2 separate regions of the Hordeum vulgare genome follow, and region 1 is linked to region 2. A link is a contact called in public Hi-C data. All regions are on one chromosome and are shown on one strand. The core of a region is the stretch at or near the end of the contact, and the rest is flanking DNA. Distances in the headings are between cores, read along the strand shown.

What was found. A called contact is a pair of places that touch in the nucleus more often than the background predicts.
Region 1: a Hi-C map of seedling shows a contact between it and region 2, with 1.5 times the contacts expected there. The contact joins the enhancer-like site here to the promoter of LOC123451862 in region 2. A contact is called at or near these places in 2 of 6 Hi-C or Micro-C datasets (leaf and seedling).

Annotation. Positions count from the first base shown.
Region 1 is chr5H:510,811,222-510,816,749 of MorexV3_pseudomolecules_assembly, reverse strand. No RefSeq gene overlaps it. Among protein-coding and RNA genes, the nearest start is that of LOC123397080, 21 kb to the left of the region's middle. Within about 2 kb of position 2,214, at least 2 of the 3 cell types and tissues checked have open chromatin away from gene starts, as enhancers often do. A contact at or near this core is called in leaf and seedling, where this site is marked.
Region 2 is chr5H:510,752,607-510,757,979 of MorexV3_pseudomolecules_assembly, reverse strand. LOC123451862 reads left to right here and starts at 2,239. Exons shown (of 10, transcript XM_045128407.1): 1 at 2,239-2,888; 2 at 3,457-3,493; 3 at 3,685-3,760; 4 at 3,874-3,919; 5 at 4,006-4,104. The coding sequence starts at 2,583.

The DNA.
Region 1 (5,528 bases), core at 965-3,464, 59 kb before region 2:
TGTGGATGTATGTGTACACTCTCGATGGATGATTATACACGATTTCAGCATGTCATGTGTCTTCCTTCCGTACCACTGCAAATACAATAAAGTCCTCACTGATTCTCAACTTCGCATCAATTTTTTTCCTCTGGTGATCTTGGGTTCTCCGAGAGTCAGAGAGGAATATTGCTGGGTTGTACTCCAAATTATACTCCTATTCTCCAAATCCTAAGTTTTAATTAAATTTCTGCAGGGGTCATTAGAGAAATTGGTTCTTGCATGATTGTCTGCTCGATTAAAGATCACAGTGTAGCAGTTCAATAGGACATGAAACGAGACTAGGTGAGCTAGACGGTTCGTTTAATTGTCAAACATTGACGCATGATCTCCAATTGACAATTGTTGCCATATCACTTCAATTTTATTTTATGCATCTTTTGTATCTTCTCGTTTCACTATTGCGTTTCAAAAAATACTAATATAATGCAATCGTTGGGATAAATATCATGCAACTGGGAGTTGAATAGGTATGATTATTTACATATCAATTGAGGACTAGCGGACAAAAAAGTCCAAGCTCAATTGCAAGTCGTTGGTTGACTTGCAACCTCGGCAAAGAAAAGGATCAAGAGACCAACTTTCAGTCGGTGGTTGTCTTGCAACGTAACTCGGATAAAATAAAGAACGGGCAAAATTGTGAGTTGATGATGCAAAGGTCGGGGGCTCGTTTCCTCCTTTTCAAAAAAAAAATTTGTGAGTTGATGGTTAACTTGTAATTGGAACAAAAAAAGTTAACATCAAGTTATGATTTAAGGGTGGACTTGCAACTAGAAAAAAATGGATTAAGGGTCCTCTTGCATCTTAGTGGAGAACTTGCAACTGGGACAGAAAGAGCCTGCCCACTTGCAAGTCGTTGGTTCACTTGCAACTACGACAAAAAGAAGGATCAAGAGCCTAGTTTTGAGTTGGTGGTTAAAAAGGAGCGGGCCCAGTTACAAGTTGGCATTAACTTGTAATTCGGACAAAAACAAATGAGCACCTAGTTGCGAGTCAACGATGGACATGCAACTAAGACAAAAAAATAGATACCCAGTTGTGAGTTGGTGTTAACTTCCAACTAGGACAAAAATAAGTGAGCTTCTAGTTGTGAGTCAATGATGGACTTGCAACTAATAAGACAAAAAAACAGTTACAAGTTAAAGGTGGACTTACAACTAATGCAAAAAAGGACTTGGGCCTAGTTATAAAACAAAAGAAACATTGAGCGAGTTGCGAGTCGAGGGGTGGACTTTCAACTGGAGACAAATAAACATCCAGTCTAATTGCTAGTCAAGGATGAACATGCAACTAAGGGCAAAAAGGATCAAGGGCCAGTTGCATGTCAATCATGGACTTACAACTGGGAAAAAAATCGGATCTAGTTACAAGTCGTGACTTTGCAACTGCGGTAAATAACACTAAGAGTCCAGTCGTGAGTCCATGATTTTCATACAACTAGGATAAAAATGGACGGGCATAGTTGTGAGTTGATGCTTGACTTGAAACTATGACAAAAATGGTCAACCCCTAGTTGTGAGCCCATGCTGGAGCTGCAACTGAGGCGGAAAAAATGCCAAGCGCAGTTGCTTGTCCGCCCTGAACTTACAACTAATGCAAGAAAATGACCAAATCCAGTTGTGATACAAAATAAATATTGAGCCCAGTTATGAGTCGAGGGATAGACTTGTAACTGGATCCAAAAAAACATCGGGTCTAGTTACGAGTCGAGAGTGGACTTGCAACTAAGGGCAAAAAATAAAGTGTCCAGTTGCATGTCAATTGTGGATTTGCAACGCGGACCCAAAAAATGTCAGACTAGTTGCGAGTCTCTGGTTGACTTGCAATTGCGGCAAAAAAAAAAATCAAGAGCCCACTTGTGCATGGACGGTGGACATGTAACTAAGACAAAAGAAAATTGGCCAATACTATGACAAATAATCAAAACGCGTCAAAAAGCCTCACACAATGACAATAACGAAGCAAAAACATGGCCAGCGACAAAAACAACGACCCGACAACGATAAGTGAAGAAACGTGCAACAATATTTTATTTTATTTGTTTATGTATGAAACATGCTATACTAAAGATAGAGAAGGAACGTGATATCCCAATGAGGCAACGACCTATATCAGAGTAAACAAAAAAGAACCAAGTTAAAAAAAACAAACACAGAAAGAGTGCGGCCCATACGTAAAGCTTGCTGCATAGGCCCAACACAGCGAAACGGGACAGCATGAATGGCTCGGGACGTCCTATGTGAAGAATTATGCGGCAACTAGCTGTGGCTTCTCATAGAGTAGCTTATATGGGGGCCTTTTGGGTCGCGCCGTGCATTTTTCACTGTTTCTTTGCGGCTTCGCACAGAACAGCTGTATTTTTTTGTTTTTTCGTTCTTTTCTTTTTTTATGTATTTTCCTATTTTTCAATTTGACAATTTCAAATATTTTTTGAAAGTTAAAAAATATAATTATCGCCTTAAATTTTCATTCACAATTTTCAAAAATGTTAATGCTTAAAAAATCTATAGAAAATTAAAACCAATTCTAATTTAAAAAAATAAAAAAATTAGAAACTTTTCTCGCTTTTAAATTTTGTACATAATTTTAAAAATTGTCCGTGTTTCAGAAAGTTCAGAAATTACCGAAACAAATTGTTCAAAATTTCAAAAATTGCTCATATTTTCATTTTTCAGGAGTTTCAAAAATGTGAGCGCTTTTGGGATAAAGGAAACATTATTTAGAACTCCAATTTGTGGTCAATTTTTGAAAATATGAAGATTTTTGTTAATGCCAGAACTTTATTGAAAAACACGAACATTTTATTGAAAAACAAGATTTGTTTCTAAAATCCAGAGCATCGTTTAAAAACCGGGAAAATTTTCTAATTTATGAACAATGTTTGGAAAATGACATTTGCTTTAAATTTGGAACATTTTGAAAAGCAAGAACATGTTTTGAATTTAAGAACAATTATTTAATATTAACATGATTAAGAATTACAAAGTTTTGATATTTGGAACAGTTCTTGGAAATACCGAACATTTTCTGAAAATAAAGAACATTTTTCTAAAATACCGAACATTTTTTTAAATCCGGAACATTTGTTGATGTCATTAATGTATTGGAAAAATGGCAACTATTCTAATTCAGAACATTTCTTTAAAAAGCAAAAAAAAAATCAAATTCGAAGGAAAATTTTCAAACAAGAACTTATTTCAAATATATATAATAACCTTGGAAAAAGGATAAAAGCAGAAAACAAAAGAACTAGAAAATTCAAAATAGAAAGAAACAGAAACATAAAAATGAAAAAAGAAAAGAAGCTGGTAAAAAAACAATTCAGATAACCTCCTAGAAGGTTCCCAAAATCGATTGCTAAGCGAACTGGGCTGGCCCAAATATTGTCCGGGCGCCGGGGGGGTGGGGGTGGAGGGGGGGGGTGGAAGCCTCCAGTCTTTGCCGCGAAATGCATCGAATAGCATTTTTGTGCTCATTTGACGTTTTATCGGGTGAGATCACCAATTGCACAAAGAATAAAGACAAAATAATCTAACGGTAGATGACTTAGATGTGAAGTAACTATATTACATCTAGATGTAAAATAGCAAACCCATAGTTTATAACGACGACTGATTTTTTGTTTTTACCATGGGTTGTTGAGACTATGTTAGCGCCAGTCTTTTCGTGTGGAGGATGTCATCAGCGACGGGGGATGTTTGAACCATCATGATGACAACCACAGATTCCTCTTTATAGTATATATTATTAAAAGGCTTCCACTGTTTGCACCAGAAGGCGCCACAATGATCGTCAATTGTGTTCTTTCTGTCGAGCCCTGCAGTAAAGGGAGAAGGCGATCAGACAATCACGGAGTCAGTAGCGTAGAAATTGACTGGTGTGCTAATTTCAGTTTGCCATGTATATATGATAACTAAATGAGCTCCGTCATTTTTACCAAAAGGCGTGGTAAATGATGAGCGACCATGTTCCACCTGCCGAGCACTGCAACAAAGGGATAATAAGTGGATCAAAAGATCATCAAGTCGTAGAAGCTGACATATGTGTTTAGATACATTTCAATGGTACACATGACGGTATAAACTTCACACAAGTTTCTAAAGTTTATATCATCGTGTGATCGCGGAGTCTCTAGCATCCACATTCTATCTAAGCACATTCCCTCGTATTATAAAATTCACACGTGGTGATAAATAAAGCATCTAGGTTGCAAGGCTGAGGAATGAAAGGGGAAGGAAAAGGAGGGAAGGGAGACATTGGATAACGTTGTGAGGGAGGGAGGCGGAAGAGATGACTTGTGTGCGCCACAAAATCATCTATCCATAAGAGCATCTATAACCGGACTTGACAAATCCGGTCCCTCATCTCATATTGAGTGCTAGGGATGTAAGTGACAAATAAGCGACGTCCGCGAGTCCCATGTAATTAGCTTATTGAGTGCTCTACACCCTATTACCTATTAGTGGATTCAAACGGAATTAAATGGGACCCAGCTTACATCCCAATTGAGTGCTCTGCATTCAATTATCTTATATTTCATCCTCTATATTCATACAAACACAGCTACAGTATTGCATCGGGGTGAATCGACCCCAATGACCCTGTCCCAAATCCTCTACGCACACACATCACATGAAGAAGAACCCAATGATTTGGTTTGCCCCCGGTCTAAAAAAGAGGAATTTCCTAACGAAAGCTCATTGAGTCAAGATCTCGTTGCTTCGCTAGCAACTAGCGATCGACGAAGCGATTGCCATGAGTCAGCCCAAGTTACATGTTTAACGTGTACTAGTATCCTGGTTTTAAGAAGGTTAAACTCTAGTTTTTTGTTTTACGAACCTTCTAGAAGGCTCCTGAATGACTATTTCTGCTTTTATGTTTCTGTTTTGGTTTTATTCTCCATTTTATCATTTATTTGTTTCTTTTTTATTTTCTGTTTCAATTTTTTTTCCTCATTTTTTTTCTTTTTCCTATTTTCCTTTCTCAAGTTGATTTCCTTTTTAATATTGCTATGGAATTTTCAAAAAAATCCACTTTTAAAAATTTGTTCACAGATTCAAAATATGTTCGAGTATCAAAACACATACAGGAATTTAAAAAATGTTCTTATCTTTAAGATTTGTTCACAAGTTCAAAAAATCCAGGACCTCCAAAATATATTTAATTTTGAACTTTTGTTCATAACTGAAAAATGTTTGAGATGTTCGCGATTTCAAATTTTGGTAAGAAGTTTAAAAAATATTTGCATTTTTTAAAATCTACAAGAGTTACACAAAATGTTCGCGGCTTCAAATTTTCTTTCATAATTTCACACAATATTCAACTTTTCCTGAGTTCAAATTTTGCCAAGAAACTCATAAAAATGTTCGCCTTTTAGAAATGTTCTAGAATTTTGAAAATGTTCGTGATATCAATTTTCTGATAAGAATTTGATGAAAATTTCCATTTTAAATGTTTTGTTCCAAATTCAAAAAATGTTCTTTTTTACA
Region 2 (5,373 bases), core at 990-3,489:
AGTGTCTCAAGCTTAGTAAGATTTTGTATGAGAGTTAGTACAAAGTTGAGACACTTATTTTGGGATGGAGGGAGTATAAGGTAATGGTGGCATCAGAAATCAAAAGAGTACATTTTCTTAGGCCAATTGTTTCCATTGGTAATCATCCAATAGACAATGTTGCCAACCATCCTAGTCTAGTGCAAAGGGATGGAGAAATAATCACATTCATGTGAAAGAAAATAAGCACGAGACTTCTTAGTATATATATATTGGAACCCTATCACAACAAATCAATTCAATATCCCAACTCCACATTTAACAACCCAAAATGTAGAAATACACTAGCTTTAGTTATGCATTTTAATAGGTTATAAGATTCCTAAGAAACCCTCCTATATTTTTTGGAGATTAAAAGGAAATAGAACTTAATTAAATATGGAAATGGTGGCATAATTAGTCCAAGTCGCAACTATTCCGAAGCATTATTATATTATGCAGAGAATCCAACAAACATGGAGACTCGTAATCCAACAGTTTTTGGAATCACAATATTTTTTTTCAAGAAATAAAATAAACATTAAGGACAAAATAGGGGAAGGCATTAAGCATCTTATATTTGTTACATACCCTTCTGCTTGCAAGGGCAGATATTTTCAAAGCCATGAAGACCATTGTTTCCGCCCTTACTTTATACCTTCCCCAAGCCCGTATCCTCCCTTGATACATGACCAGTGAACTGGTGAAGATAGAATACAATGACTAAGAATGACACTGGCAAAATGATTAAAATATGATGAGCATAGAACACAACACATCAAGCCTCCAAGTGGCGCATCACGTGTGTGCTCATGGCTATGTTTATATAACATTTGACGAATAAAAGAGGTAATTAGAATGCATGAAAGAGCAATTCAGTAAATAGACTCATAAATAAAAAAAGTTAGAAGTTAGAATCATCTTTGGAAGAGCATGGTGGCCTCATGTTAGGTTTTGGTAATTGATGACAATCCTTAGAGACTAATGGCTGCCTTAAGATATATTTGAAGGGTTTATCCATAGGAATTTTTTGAAGACCATTTGTTGGGTTCAAGGTTATTAGAAGAGGATTTTGTGTGATCAAGGTGTTATTCAAGGAATTATCCAGAGATTAGTAATGTAAGAGTTGAGCCTATTGCAAGCATGTCTTGGAGAAAAGGATTGTGTGAACATTAATGTTTACCTTCAAGACATCATCTTTATGAGGAGAGAAAATAAGATACATGGTTGATCAAGAGTTCAATACTAAGGCAAAGAGTGATTCAAGTTGATCAACACACAAAGTGTAGACATTGTACCAAGTAGGATCAAGTAATCCTATTTTATGGTAAGAATTATCCATTACGCTTTTGTGCACTAAAACATGATCTTTGTGAAGTCTTCTATGTGGGGTTAGGTATCTATCCATGGGCTTGCATCAAAAACTTGTGTGTGTGTGTGTGTGTGTGAGAGAGAGAGAGAGAGAGAGAGAGAGAGAGAGAGGGAGAGGGGGAGAGAGTGCGAGAGGAGGAGAGGAGGCGAGAGAAAGAGTGTGTGTGTGAGAGAGAGAGATCTTCTGCGAGGAACCTATAGGTCGACTTGGAGCTATGATAATCAACATTGCTAGGCGAGGATGCTGGAGAAAGACCACTGTCGTCTCATGCGATGTGCCAAAGACAACTTGTGCTCTTGCTCCTTGACAACATCTAGTGGTGGTTGGTGCTAGGATTAAAAACCCTAGCGCAATGGGTACGTCGAGGACAACGGATCAGGGGACTCGATGGTGAGGAAGTGACCGATTGAGCAAAGGAAAAGGGAGAGGTGTGGATTTGGCAACCATAGTGGTTCGGGATGACGCACCGACACAAGTATAAAATGCAGGGAACTTGGCCGATCCTCCTTGCTTTAATCTAGACAAAGGCAATGTAGCAGAGGAAGTGGGGAGGGGTCAGGATGACATATCAAAAAGAGATGAATCGGTGGCGGCGCGGGGAAATGGAAGGAAGAGAGTGCGGCTGGGAAGAGAAGAGAGCGAGCAAAGGAGAACACGTGGGTGGGGTGGCAACTAGGGTTCTAACACGGGAAGCTGCTGTCTTTTTATGTGTCGACGTGAAATGACAAAACTACCCCCCATAACGGTATGGGATTTACAAAGAGATCAAATGGATGGCGTCGCGTTGTGATTTCAATTGAACCATCCAGAATCTCTGAGCGTCGAGATTTCGATCAAACGGCCTAGAGTCCCGGAGCTTCCAAAAGCGTCAGTTTCTTTCAATTCTTTACCTTAGGATGCCCTAACAACATACTACATACATATACATGATACAGTATGAATACGTATTTTTACTTTACTAATACGGATCCCGATCGCACGCAGCTCACGTGGTGTACAAAGAGACCCAGCCCAGCCCAAACCACCGGAGAAAAAAGAAAAAGAAAAAGAGAAAGAAAAAAAAAAGGGCGCAGAACCGCAGCGCACCAAAAAGTGTACCCACCCCCAGCACGCCCCCCGGCACACGCGATACCCACCCGCAACGCCCCTGCCGCGAACAGAGCGCAGACGCCCCGCCCCGCCCCGCCGTGCAATGGGCAAGCAGCAGCCGCCGCCGCGGCCGGCGGCGATGTCGGCGCCTCCCCCGCCCCGCCGGAAGCGGAAGAAGAAGGGCCGGCCCTCCCTTCTCGACCTCCAGAAGCGCAGCCTCCGCCTCCAGAAGCTGCAGCAGGCGCCCCCGCCGCCGCCCCCGCCCCCGCCGCCGCACCAGCAGCGCCGCCCCTCCACGCGCCGCAACCCTGCGCCGCAGGACGAGGACGACTCGGGCGACGACGACGACGACCCCCGCCGCGAGAAGAAGTTGCGCCTCGTCGTCGGCCTCCACGACGGATCGGCCAAGGTTTGCGCCCCGATCTGCGCCCTCCCCGCCCGAATTCGCCCAATTCGCCGCGGATCTGCACCGCCCGAGCCGCCCGCCCCGCCGTCCCAGCCGCGGAAAGGGCCTCCCCCTCTCCCTCCCTCTCTGCCCGCGCCCCGCTATTTATTTTACTGCCCCCCACTCTGCCCCCCTCTGCCGCCGCGACAGTGGTCAACGCCGCCCGGCTCGGCTCCCTCCCTCTCCCAATCATTCGGCGGATAAACCAAAACCCTGGCTCGCTCGCTCGCTCGCATCCCCCGGCAATAATTGGCGCCATTTCTTTTATGCATCGGAGCTTTTAAAGGCGTGCCTTTTTTTGGTCTGGCTTCGCCCTGCCTTTCGCGCCAAATATTTCCCCCGGCGACGGCAGGGTATATAAGTAAGGATCTCTCTGAGTGCTTGCTCGGTAACTGCCGCCTTTTCTGGCGCCTTTTTCTGCCCCGGGTCTCGCGATTTTCTCCCAGGGATTTCCGTCTGGATATTTTAATTCTTGTCTACTATACTAACTTCTTTACTTATCTTTTTGCTGCCGCTGCCGCTGCCGCTGCAGGGAGAAAAGAGGAGGACAGTGACGGATGGGCGTGAAGGTCGGTTTTCCCCCTCGTCCCATGCATTTATTCTTCTTCAGGTTTCCGACGGAGGCGAAATAATAGTAATACTGGACGACGAACGAATGTGCACGAACAAAAAAGATGCCATTTTTTAATTCCTGTACTGGTGGATGCATTCCGGTTCGTTTCCTGTTTAATTAATTAATGCTGATTGTTCCTGTGCTCAGAGCCGTCAGATTCCGGCCCCACGACGCCCCTGCCTGACAAAAAGTTATTGGTCTTCATCCTTGATAGGCTGCAGAAGTGAGTTGCTATGCTTTCTCTGCTTCTGCTTCTTCGTCTTCTTTTTCTTTTTGTTCCTCCCTTCCCGTTTCAGTGGCAACTTATCTGAGGCCGGTTTCTCTGTTTTCGTGCAGGAAGGACACATATGGCGTATTCTCGGAGCCGGTTGATGACGAGGAGGTGTGTTTTGAAGCGAATGCTTGTTTTCTTGGTTTTGTTTTATTGGAAGCTGATTGGTTTGCTTGTGATTGCCCATGTACTGTCAGCTGCCTGACTACAAAGATATTGTCAAGCACCCCATGGATTTTTCGACAGTTAGGAAGAAGCTTGATAAGGGGGCATATGCCAACCTGGAGCAGTTTGAGGTCAGTGTGGAATCTTTTTTTTTACTTGTGGTCGTGCTGTTTGACCTTTTCTGGTTTAATCAGCTGTTACAGCGATTTGGTTGACTTAGTTGCTAGATCAGCTAGATTATTCATCCACCCTGTGAGGCTAATGGTTCCTTCCATGCTGATGTTTCTCTTCTTTGTAACACCAGCCCTCACATTTTTGTTGAGATTCTTATAGATCAATATTCAGTTAGTAAAATTATGGCATCTTGTTTGCTTCAGAATATATTATGTACTGTTGTCATTGGAGTCTTGTATCCTGTATCGCTGCGCCAATGCACTGTGCTTTTGAGGACCAGATATTCATTCTGTTGGATCCTCTTCAATGGATTTGAAATAGTGCAAATGCATAATTGAAACCTGGAAGATTTGCTTCTGACAATGGTCCATGTAATCGATATCTTCTGATCTCATGTACTCTCAAGGGAAGATAGAACTATATAAAGCACAACACATTTCAAGACCAATACAGTAAATACAGTTTAATGTGTAAATACAGTTAACAAGTGTCTTTGAATTGAAACTGAAATCTAAATGAAGGTATCTGTTATAGTAAGTGAAGGAATAAGTGTTTATATCTAATGAATATCTGGTGCCGTTGTCTTTCTGTATCTGCATGCCCACTTATGTCAAAGGTTGTTTATGTAATTTGGGTACTAACAAGCCATGTAAGGTATGCGATTTATATATAGTTCCATAAGAATAACTAGCAACACAAGTAGAAAGAACGACATTCCTTCTAGCAGGTAAATAAATAAACTGTGAATTATTCTCAAAATGTGCATGATAGACAGGCCAAGCTGTAAATGTATAATTTTTCAAATGGAAATAATGCCCTCATGAATTTCTATGAAATAAAAGCTTTTTCATTCATTTGAGTCAAGATGAAATGACGCTTTGTTTAGAGAGAAAACACCAGTGTGTGTATGCTTGTACAATATTCACTACGAAGTTCCATGTTCTACTAAGTATATAAAAATCTTGTACATGCAGTACTTATGTTACTTATGGTCAAAGAAGTAGAATAAGATAAATTACAAGTAATTTAGAAAATGGAATGCTTGTACCTATGACCTCTTATGAAGTTTGTCATAGTAGTACTCAGCAACAAAGTGTGTTGGACTTCAGATTGAAGTTATCAGTTGTTTGTTATGCATGAGAATGGGATATATATTTAATGAAGTGAGTAGGTTTGCTCTGGTGCCACCATTTCTACTTGATGTACTTACTTATCTGCTGCCACCT